3 separate regions of the Mus musculus genome follow, and regions 1 and 2 are each linked to region 3. Evidence: chromatin contacts called from public HiChIP or PLAC-seq data. All regions are on one chromosome and are shown on one strand. Each heading gives the region's core, a stretch centred on a gene start, on an enhancer-like site or on the middle of the called end of the contact. The rest is flanking DNA. Distances are from core to core; before and after follow the strand shown.

Region 1 (3,397 bases), core at 633-3,132, 130 kb after region 3:
GTGTCATGCTTTCCTGTTTTGCATGGATGAGGAGGGAGTAAAAAACACCAAAATAATTTTTATTGCATAGAAATATTTCCTTCCTGTCGGGTCCGCTCTCGACCAGCAAGAACGATACAACACTTCGGATTCTTCTCAACAGCCTTTATTGCAGTAATGCCTCAATGCTGCTACGGGGACCCCGGGCACCCAGGGAGGTCTGCTTACATACTCTCAGCCCCCATCCACTCACGGCAGGCCACGCCACCTCACCAGGCACGCAGCTTCAGCCAATCAGGGCGGCAGGGGCATGTCTCCACCAAATATGGACTTGTTTACACCACCAGCATCATGGTGCACCTGCGGAGCTCTCAAGATGGCCATGGCTTATTTTCAGGTGTATAAGGAAGTCAGGTGCAAGTCATAAGACTTAGCTGCAGTCCCGGGCACCATCTTGGGACTGCTGCCACACCCGCTCGTCACACTTTCCCTGCAGTTGGAGAGGCAGTAATGAGCCTGTGAAGTAGGATTCCTATAGCAGGGGACAGGAGGCAGGGGAATGTGGTGGGAATTCTCACAGGCTGGTCACAGAGCAGCCTAACAGAGTACCTGCTGCTCTTCCCTCACAGCCACTGGGACAGGCAGGGAAAACAGCGGTCCTCTTCTCCTGCAAGAGGAACTTCTGTCTATGACTGGTATAGAGAGGCCAGAGTCACAATCATCTGATCCCTGATCCCTAGAGAAGACCAGACAAGTGCCTTCCAAGTGGAGAAGGTTCTTTCAGAGAAGAAAATTGCTCCCTGCTGCAGATTGTCATAGTGTATCTACAGCTGTCTTAACATTGGAAACCATTACCACCATATAAGATTAATAGATCTGACCTATCGGTTGAGGAATAGCTAGCTAAGTGGTCATCACACCTCAGCATACCTTAGGCACCTGCCTTCCCACTAGATACCTTATGCCGGGCCCTCTCAGAGTTCTAGATGCTGAGCTGTTACCCTTCTTTGACCAATTCTCTTATTTTCTGGCCAAAAAGAATGTAGGCAGCCTGGTGTGGCTGGTGTGGTGATATCCCCAGGATTCTAGCACTTGGGGCTGAAGGCAAGAGAATCAGAAATTGAAATCCAGTTCTCTCTCTCTTCCCCTCTCTTCCTCTCTCCCTCTCTCCCTCTCTCCCTCTCTCCCTCTCTCCCTCTCTCTCCCTCTCTCCTTCTCTCTCTCCCCCTACCTTCCCCTCTCTCTCTCCTTCTCTCTCTCTCTCTGTGTTTGTGTGTGTGTGCATGTGTGTATATGCCCATGTGTCTGTCTGTCTGTCTGTCTTTATGTATGTATGTTTAAATTAAACAGAACTCTTTTCATCCAAAGTAGGAGATATCCATGGTTTCTTTACTCTGTTTTAGTTCCATTATTTTTCAGAAGACCAAGACCAAGTTATAGTCTGGATATGGAAATGACCTAGCAACCTGAACAGCACAGGGATATTTTCTCAGATGTTCCAAAGATGTTTTTATTTGTAATGATCAATTGTAATAAAACTGAGCCAACCTGAAATTGTTTATATTCATTGAAAGCAAGGAAACATTGAGACAAAATAACAGAAACCCAGAGTCTAAGATGTGATCTTGAATATTGCTGTGGGGAAAACAAAACAGCCCATTCACCAGGTTGTCGGTAACTTGAAAGTCAAGCACAGTTGTGTTTTTAGCATGTTCTGTTTCTCACCTAGAAGTTACCAGTGTAGCATTTCTAGGAAGGCACAATTGCATTCTTATCATAATGCAAGGAAATGTGGGGTGGTTGTTCTCTGATGTGGTTGAAATTGACATCACATAACTAAATGATTTATGATTTTTATTAAAAGCAGACGTAGTAGAAGAGGGAATGCTTGATGTCATCTGAGTTCTGTTAGTGGTTGAGAACAGGAAAGATATCAGGTTACACTTTAGTTCCACTGTCAGCTTTGCCCCAACCCAGACCTTGGGCAAGTTGCTTGTTTCTGTCTGTATATCTTATTTGAAATGAATGTAATACCTAGGTCAAATTGTATCTTTGAGGAAGAATGATGATAAATCTCCAGATGATAATAGTTGGTGCATTCTCTGGTTGGTTGTTTTTTTTGGTTTGGTTTGGTTTGGTTTTTGGCATATAGGGTACTTTATTAGTTAATTCTGTCCTTCAGTAATCTGGTCAACCCAGCAGCAGCTAGAAGTAGTGTAGGGTTCTCATTTGGAGACATGTTCCCTAGCTCTTTCCTTGACTCCTTGACTCCTTTATGTAGTTCAGCTCTGGTCCTATGTGGAAACTGGCTTCACCTTCTCTCAGTTTTGCTGACTCACTGTGAAAATACAAAATCCTATTCCTTTGACTGCCTGCATCACTCTCCTCTAGAAACCTTGCTAATTCCATCAGTCCAGGGCTTGTTTCCATTTCATATGTGTCCTCAGTACCTGGGTCATAATTTCTCCCTACCCTCTGCTGCTGTTCTCCATAGTTTATGACACATACGATGCTGGTTCATCATTGGTCCAGCCTGCCAGTTTCTCTCTATCTCCACGTTGGCTCTCTGCCCTCCCATTTCTGCCTACCTTCTCCTAACCCTCTTGTTTCTGAAGCCCTAGTACTCTTCTCTGCTTAGTAAGTCTCAAACCAGTGCCTCTTCCACACTTCCACATCTTGAGCCACTTCTGGACTTTAGCCTATCACTCATGATCATCTGCCTAGCAAGTCTGTACGTCAGCCCCACGCCCATAGCCCTCCTAACTGTCCACCTTGTTCACTGTGGTTGACACCACATGCTTTGCCCCTTTCTGTAATCTGACGGTTGAACATGGGAAGAAATCCTTAGAGACATACTAATTTGCTTCCCTAAAATTTGTGGTTCCCATTTTGTTTGGGACTCTTATTATGTCTGGGCTTTACAAACCTGATTCTTTAGCACATTTTCTTCAGCGACTATTAAATGTTTTCCATTTTTCCCTATATTTCCAGTTCTAACTAGAATCACTCTCCCTCTTTCTTGGAAGATTGTTTCCACTCTCCCTGAGTGATGGCTGCTCTTTGCTGCTGTGTGCTCTCGTGAGCAGAATGTTGTACATGTGCATTGTGTCCATGAGGTCTGGCTTAATTTCAAAGTAACAAGACTAATGCTTGTCTTTATCCCAGGCTTAAAAGGTAGCCATCTTTGAAATAAATGCAACTCTTCATTTGCATGCCTATATTTTATCCTTCAGTGATCTGCATTTATTGAGTACGCTGTATTGAGAAAAATTAGAAAAGGAACAGCAAAACCCCACACGCAGCCCATGACACAGATAGATAATGAAGGCAACAGAAGTAGTAATTGGTTATCCGTTTCCTTTTGTTCTTTCTGAAACTAAGGAACTGAGTAAGTCAATGTGGAAAGCAGTGTTTCTCG
Region 2 (3,521 bases), core at 380-2,879, 120 kb before region 3:
AAAAACTAAATCTGGAATTACATCTGTATCAGTAACATCTTAATCAAGTCACCAGCTGCCAGCACTGTGTTAGGTGTAAATAACAGGCAGATGTACCTAATGGGAGGAGAAAGTAATTGCCTCCTTCACACTCCATTCAAGCATTCAAGAGACATGGTATCTTTTTTGTGTTCCTGTGTTATATGTGTGTACATGTGAACTGGCACACATGAACATATGTGCATGTGTGGAGGACAGGCCAATGTTGCTTTCTCTCTACCCTATTTAATTTTTTTGGAGATAGGATCTTTACTGAACCTGGAACTCTCTGATTTAGCTAGACTAGCACTAAGTACATGCCTGCCATATTTGAAAATTTAAAATATGACCTCCAGATTTTGAAGATTTGGATTCAAGACCTAGACTTTCCACTAATAACTGGAACAGCCTTGGCCAAGTTAGTTATTCTTATCCTTGGATTCCTCACATGGAAATGGAAATACAGCATTGCTGAGAAGATCACTTAAGACAACAACAACAACAACAACAACAACAACAACAACAACAACAACAGGCCAGAGAGGATTGCTTAGCCACTATGAATATTTGTTGCTCTTGTATGGGAGTAGGGTTTGCTTTCCAGTACCCACATGGTGGCTCACAACTATCATAACACTCTGGTTCCAGATTTGAAGCATGATGCTAAACTTCTCAGGTACCAGGCACACAAGTGGTACACAAATATACAAGCAAGCAAAACACTCAGGCGTAAAAATAAATTATAATATAGGGAGAGTCATTATAAACACACAAATTAAGCAAAACAACAGCAAAAATAATAAAATCCTGATTATTAATTGGGAGATGAAGTTACCAGTGAGGTCCCTGGTGGTGGAGTTAGGACTTCTTGCACAGGCATAAAAATATTGCTGGGCAAATGGTAGATCAGAGTACAATATCCAGAGACTACCCCACCCGGGGATCCATCCCATAATCAGCCATCAAACCCAGACACTATTGCATATGCCAGAAAGATTTTGCTGAAGGGACCCTGGTATAGCTGTCTCGTATGAGGCTATGCCAGTGCCTGGCAAATACAGAAGTGGATGCTCATAGTCATCTATAAGATGGAACATAGGGCCCCCAATGGAGAAGCTAGAGAAAGCACCCAAGGAGCTGAAGGGGTCTGCAACCCTATAGGTGGAACAACACTATGAACTAACCAGTACCCCCAGAGCTCGTATCTCTAGCTGCATATGTATCAGAAGATGGCCTAGTCGGCCATCACTGGGAAGAGAGGCCCCTTGGTATTGCAAACTTTATATGCCCCAGTACAGGGTGGGTAGGGGAGCATATAGGGAACTTTCGGGCTAGCATTTGAAATGTATATAAAGAAAATATATAATAAAATTAAAAAAAAAAAAAGATAGATCAGTGTCTCTTGGGAAAGGCTACATGTTTTGGAGCCAGGCAGATCTGGGTATTGTGATATTTGGCAGTATTATCTTTTGTATGGAGGGGGGGTCCTTCCCATAATACCACAAAATTCACTACCAATAAATCACTGAGTCAGAGACTGCCCGAACTTCAGGGGAGGGCGTGGCTTCTGTCCACTTCCTGAGCCTTCTACCGGAACCCGCGCATGCCCCGGAAGTAGTCGTTGAGCTCTTTAGGCGGGTCTCGGTGAGAATCGGTGGACCATGCTGCTCTCCGCTGTCTCTTGTAAGTCGGTCTGAGGCGGCGGCAGGGCCTGCGGCGTGGAGCCGAGGCGGTGACCCGCAGGTCCCGAGGTGGAGCCCGGAGGGGTGGAGGACCTGGCGCGGCGGCTGCCACCCCGCGGCGCGCCTCCGGGTCTGGTGAGAAGGCGGCGGGAGCCCCGTCGCCCTCTGCAGGGGTGTCCGAAGAATGTCTACTGGCCGCTGTGGTATTACCCCGCTGCCTGGCTCCTGGCTGACATCCTGATTAGAGTTAGCATCTCAGGCGACTTTGCTGCAGTCTGTAAAGTTCAAACAAGAGCTGTGTTGCAGTACAAATATTTACACTATAGAAGGGTGGGGATAGAGCAGATATTACTTAGAACGATGTTAAGATGGCAGACAACTGTTGATTATACCAAGACAACAACAACAACAAAACATTCATAATTGTGTGGGCCAGACTCACACCAGGAAAAAGTTATTTTAGTGTAAAGTGGGGAATACTTTTAAAGTGTTTTTGGTTACAACTAATGTTGATAAGCACTTCGAATGAAAAAAATAACAACCTTATCTTTTTTCTTTCTTCCAACCTTTACACACACAAGTTGCCAAGAGCAAGTCAAAGTAAGTAAGGTTTTTGTTTTATTGGCCCAGTGTTTGGGTTTGATCTCCCAAGAGTTGATCTGGGGTTATTTATTTGGTTAATTATTTTGTTGATGTGAGCACCTTGGGGGAAAAGTCCTTTGATGGTGCTACCATTGACAGTTCGATCCTGGGTTGCAGATACATAAGCTGAGAATGCATCTGATATACCAAAACCACAGATCATGTCGCTTAGCAACCCTGCTTCCTCTTCCCTTTGTGGCTGGTAGGAAGCCGAGGTACCCGTTACTAACTGGGGAAGAGAGCACAGTGGGAAATGTGGCCTCTTGCAAAGCAGTGCATTTGCACTGGGTAAACTGAGGATGTAAGTTGAGGACTGTGCTGTCTCCCTTCTGTCCCAGGGAGTATTCACAGCCTTTGTGTAAAGGAACTTTGCTTCTGGTCTCACCTCAGAATCTATTAGTTCATTGCTTTGCTCCTAAAGCAAGCATCAGGCTGGTGATCTGTTTGGCTCTACCTAACCAGAGCCATTTGCCTGAGTCTTCTGCAGGAATCTACAGATGAGCTCTGATTTGATGGAAACCTAGAGCCTGTTTATAGAAGTCAGTCCAAGCACTAGAAAGATTGCAGAGCTAAGCGTTAGGCAGCTGGAACTGAGAGGCTAGACCTGTGCCTTGCCTATGGGCCAGTCCATCTGTTCCATAATTTCAGCCCTAGGAGGCACAGACTTAGTGTCTTGTAGGGCTCCTCACAGAGTAAGTACCCCATAGAGACTTGTTGAATCCGTGTGACTGAATGGATAATTATGTTAATTATATAACCCTCTCTCCCCTCCAGTACTGGGCATTGAACCTAGGCCCATGCTGGGCACAAGCTCTCTTCCTGAATTCTGTTCAGCCTCATATTTGTTTTTCTAAGTTTTCAGACTCAATGAGTTGCCCAGGTTGGCCTTGAACTTGTGAACTTCCTGCTCCAGCCTCCTAAGTGGTTAGGGTTATTGGCCTGTACCACCATACCTAGCATCATTGTCTTTCTTGTTCCATCAACAAATACTGTAGTCTTCAGGGGCATTGTTTGAGGAGTAATGTGGCCTTCTTGGCTTTATTTTGTTTTGAGACAGGATCTCAGTCTGTGGTCCAGGTTGATCCTCCTGTCTCAGCCTTCAGAGTGCTGAAATTATAGATGTGAGCCTCCATGCCCGATTGTGGTTTCAAGTGCTTCAGATGTGTAATGGCATGACGA
Region 3 (3,303 bases), core at 253-2,752:
TATGTATTTTTTTCTTAGAGGTAGCTCTAAGATAATATCCCATAAAGAGGCTTATTGCTTTGTGCCTGCAAGATGGTTCAGTGAGTGGGTAAGGACACCTCCCACCAATCCTGACAACCTGAGTTCCATTCCTGGACCCAGAGGAAGAAGAGAACTGAATCTTGTATATTGTCTTCTGATTTCCACATGTGTGATGTGCCCTGCACTCAATAAAGTAAAAAAAAAAAAAAAAAAAAAAAGTAAGAATGAAAAAAGATGTACCACTTAAAATGCCTACTTAGTAATAGTTTTTTTTAAGGTAGGAATGGCTAATATCCCCACTGCTGTCAAAACCCATTGTTAGCCCTTACTCTAGTGTTCTGGGCATGGGGTATGTGAACAAGAGTTAGAAATGTTAATGGCCTGCAAGGACCAGAGTGATAATATAAGTAAGGAAAGCAGATGGAGTATGGCAGATTCTTAGAACACACAGTCTCTGTGGAAACTCCTTCTATTGACTCAGAGAGTGGAAGTCAGCCATTTTACATCTTTTTTTTTTTTTAAATCAGTTTTAAATGTTGTCTATCTTTCCAAAATTAAGGATATTTGTTATTCAGGTAAATTGAGTCTGTGTAAAGAGTAGCCTGAGTTTTTGCACTGTGGGCTTCCATCACTGCCTGGATGGTGTACGAGGTACATGCTTGGGCTGCAGGCCAGCATCCATAGCATCTGTCTATGCTGTATTAGCCCTTCTCTGTCACCATCACAGCACTGAACCTCTTGCCTACTGTGAAAGTGATAATAGCTTTGCTTTGTTAGTGTCAGTAATTGCACTTGGCATTTTCTTTCTTAAACCTAGCCTTGTGAACAGGGTATTAAAATCTACCTATTTGTAAAAAAGAGGAATAAAAAATGTGGTTATTAAAGATCAGATGGATGGATGAGGGAGATGGCACAAGCCATACTGTGCTTTCAAGGTAAAAGGACCTGGGTTTAATCCCCAAATTTACACAGAGAAAGGCTTGGCAGGGGCAGATGCTTATAATTCCAGTGTGGGGACACAGAGACAAGAAGGTACCTGGGGCTTAGGATGAACACACACACACACACACACACACACACACACACACACACACACACAATATGATGGGTGGAATGGGTAGATAAACTCTTTTTGGAGTAGTGACTGTGTGTTTTACCATCATTAACTGGGAGGTACCACATCTCGATACTCTCTAGATTGCTTTGTATTAATTTACCAAGTGCAACGTTAAATGAGACATTCAGTCCAAGGTCATTTGTTACCCTTGCATTATTAGACCATTCTCAGGAAACCACAAAAGTACAAAATAGTGACAGGATTAGATTGCTACTTTTTTTTTTTTTCCAAAAAGAAATTACTAACTAAATTGAACAGAAATGATCCAAGTAAGTCACTGGTAGATGAAGTGGAGATAGTGCTGAGGTTACACACAGAAGGAAGCACTGTCCCATGTTTCCCCCTCCTACTCCTTTTTTCTGAGTAAACCATTATAGTTTTAAGAAATGGTTTCAGTTTAGTTCTTTTGAGGATTCCCAGTTCTCTCAGTACTACACTGCCTCTTTCCTGACTGGCCAGCTATAGATGTTATCTTTTGACTTCCTGCCCTCTTATAGGGGCATCAGCCTATTTTCACCATCCCCCTTACCTCTCTCTTCCTCTTTAATAAAACCACATCACTGCTATTGGTTCCCGAGTTCTTTACCTTGTAGCTTAAACCTTTGTTCTTTTTTCTTGTGCTGGGGATCAAATTTCAGGGCCTTACAAAGGTTAGAGACAAACTTTCCCAAGGAACAAGTCCATGACAACCCCTTCCATACCTCCCCTCCAGGGTCACTTTTAACACTGTATCATACAATTCAATGAACAGTCCCCCAGAGTTCTTGATAAGTGCATGACTCAGCTTTGTTATCAGCTAGGACGATCTCTGTGCAGTCGTGATGGATATTTCATCTATCTGGAGTCCTATGAACCACAGATAATGTCTTTTGGCTTCACACTTCACAGGATAAGATTAGCCTCTGCTTCTTTCTTTTTCTCTTGCATTTTCCTGCACTGTTTTTATGTGTCTTCTGTTTTCCCCTTTGCATTCTTAAGATTAATAATTTGTTGTCTATAATTGTTTCCAGGGCATTGTTCATAAATTACACAGTGGCTTGATAGGCCTGCTTCTGCATTAAATATCATTAGATTTTACCTTCTTTTGTGGGCCTAATAGTAACAATTCTGTACATTACTGGATGGTTTTTTAGGAAACTGGCTACTTGCTTAGGTTATTGGAAACCAGGCTCAAATAACTTCCCCAGATTTTTGTTCTTCTCTCTTCTGTATCTTGGCCCAACATTTTTTTATTACCTCCATTAAAATTAGGTATCTTTCTTAAGGTCTTTCTTCCTTTTTGTTTCCCTTTCAGATATCTTGTTCTTACTGTATGACTGCAGTATCTGTTACAGTCTTTCAAATAACAAAAATTGGAGATCTAAAATACTTCTGGGACCAATGAGATGATTCAGCAGTTAAAGGTGCTTGCTGACAAGCCTAACAACCTGAATTCAATCCCTGCAATCTACCTGGTTAGAAGGAGAGAACTGTTCTAGTTTCCTTTCGATTGCTGTGATAAAACACTGTGACCAAAGCCTTCCTGGATCAGTTAATAATCAAGACAGTCCTCTACAGGCATGCACACAGGCCAGTCTCCTTCTAGGCAATTCCTCAGCCAAGGCTCCTCTCAGATGACTCTAGGGTGCAATTAAAACTAGCCAAGAGGTTGAAGAGATGGCTCAGCAGTTAAGAAAACAAACTGTTTTGTTCTTGTAGAGAACCCTGAGTTTGGTCCCTAGAACCCATGTCAGGCAGCACACAGCTGTCTGCAAGTTCAGTTCCATGAGATCTGATCCTTTCTTCTGGACTGTGAAGGCACCTGCATGTACATATACATGCACATGTATAGTTGCAATTGAAAATAAAAATCTTTGAACAATAAGATTAAATAAAATCCCTGCTAACCAGTTCAAGAACTGAGTCCCATGAGTTGTCCTCTGACCTCCAGATGCGTGCCTTGTATACACATCATCACACACAAACCATCACAGGCACACACACACACACACACACACACACACACACACACACACACACAAATAAATGAATGAATGAATAAATAAATGTAACAATTGTAAAAATTAAAAAAAAATTTTTTTTGCCACCATTATTTTTATATCCACTTGGAGCATCATATTTTATATTATCATTTTTCTTCCTGTTATTCTATAATACTGCAGCTG

Evidence for each region. HiChIP or PLAC-seq counts read pairs in DNA pulled down with a chosen protein or histone mark.
Region 1: a BATF HiChIP or PLAC-seq map of CD8 T cells shows a contact between it and region 3, with 20 read pairs. The contact joins two enhancer-like sites. A contact is called at or near these places in 1 of 15 datasets of contacts at CTCF or cohesin (CD8 T cells), 4 of 484 Hi-C or Micro-C datasets (the C2C12 cell line, Th2 cells, peritoneal macrophages and 1 more) and 6 of 115 datasets of contacts at active chromatin or transcription factors (CD8 T cells, acute myeloid leukemia, cardiomyocytes and 3 more).
Region 2: a contact with region 3 is called in a BATF HiChIP or PLAC-seq map of CD8 T cells, with 9 read pairs. The contact joins the promoter of Mrpl33 here to the enhancer-like site in region 3. A contact is called at or near these places in 1 of 39 promoter capture datasets (macrophages), 1 of 15 datasets of contacts at CTCF or cohesin (the NIH/3T3 cell line), 3 of 484 Hi-C or Micro-C datasets (the C2C12 cell line, cerebral cortex and nephron progenitors), 2 of 115 datasets of contacts at active chromatin or transcription factors (CD8 T cells and embryonic stem cells) and 2 of 9 other capture datasets (adipose tissue and liver).

Annotation. Positions count from the first base shown.
Region 1 is chr5:31,858,744-31,862,140 of GRCm38.p6, forward strand. All of the region lies in intron 6 of Babam2 (BRISC and BRCA1 A complex member 2), which reads left to right. Among named protein-coding and RNA genes, the nearest start is that of Gm52770, 140 kb to the right of the region's middle. Within about 2 kb of position 1,883, at least 60 of the 459 cell types and tissues checked have an H3K27ac peak or open chromatin away from gene starts, as enhancers often do. A contact at or near this core is called in CD8 T cells and Th2 cells, where this site is marked.
Region 2 is chr5:31,612,322-31,615,842 of GRCm38.p6, forward strand. It overlaps Mrpl33 (mitochondrial ribosomal protein L33), which reads left to right and starts at 1,630. Exons shown (of 4, transcript NM_025796.3): 1 at 1,630-1,701; 2 at 2,282-2,300. The coding sequence starts at 1,680. All of the region lies in intron 2 of Gm38424 (a long non-coding RNA gene), which reads left to right.
Region 3 is chr5:31,731,234-31,734,536 of GRCm38.p6, forward strand. The region is part of intron 3 of Babam2 (BRISC and BRCA1 A complex member 2); the gene reads left to right. Among named protein-coding and RNA genes, the nearest start is that of Babam2, 35 kb to the left of the region's middle. Within about 2 kb of position 1,503, at least 35 of the 459 cell types and tissues checked have an H3K27ac peak or open chromatin away from gene starts, as enhancers often do. A contact at or near this core is called in CD8 T cells, Th2 cells and adipose tissue, where this site is marked.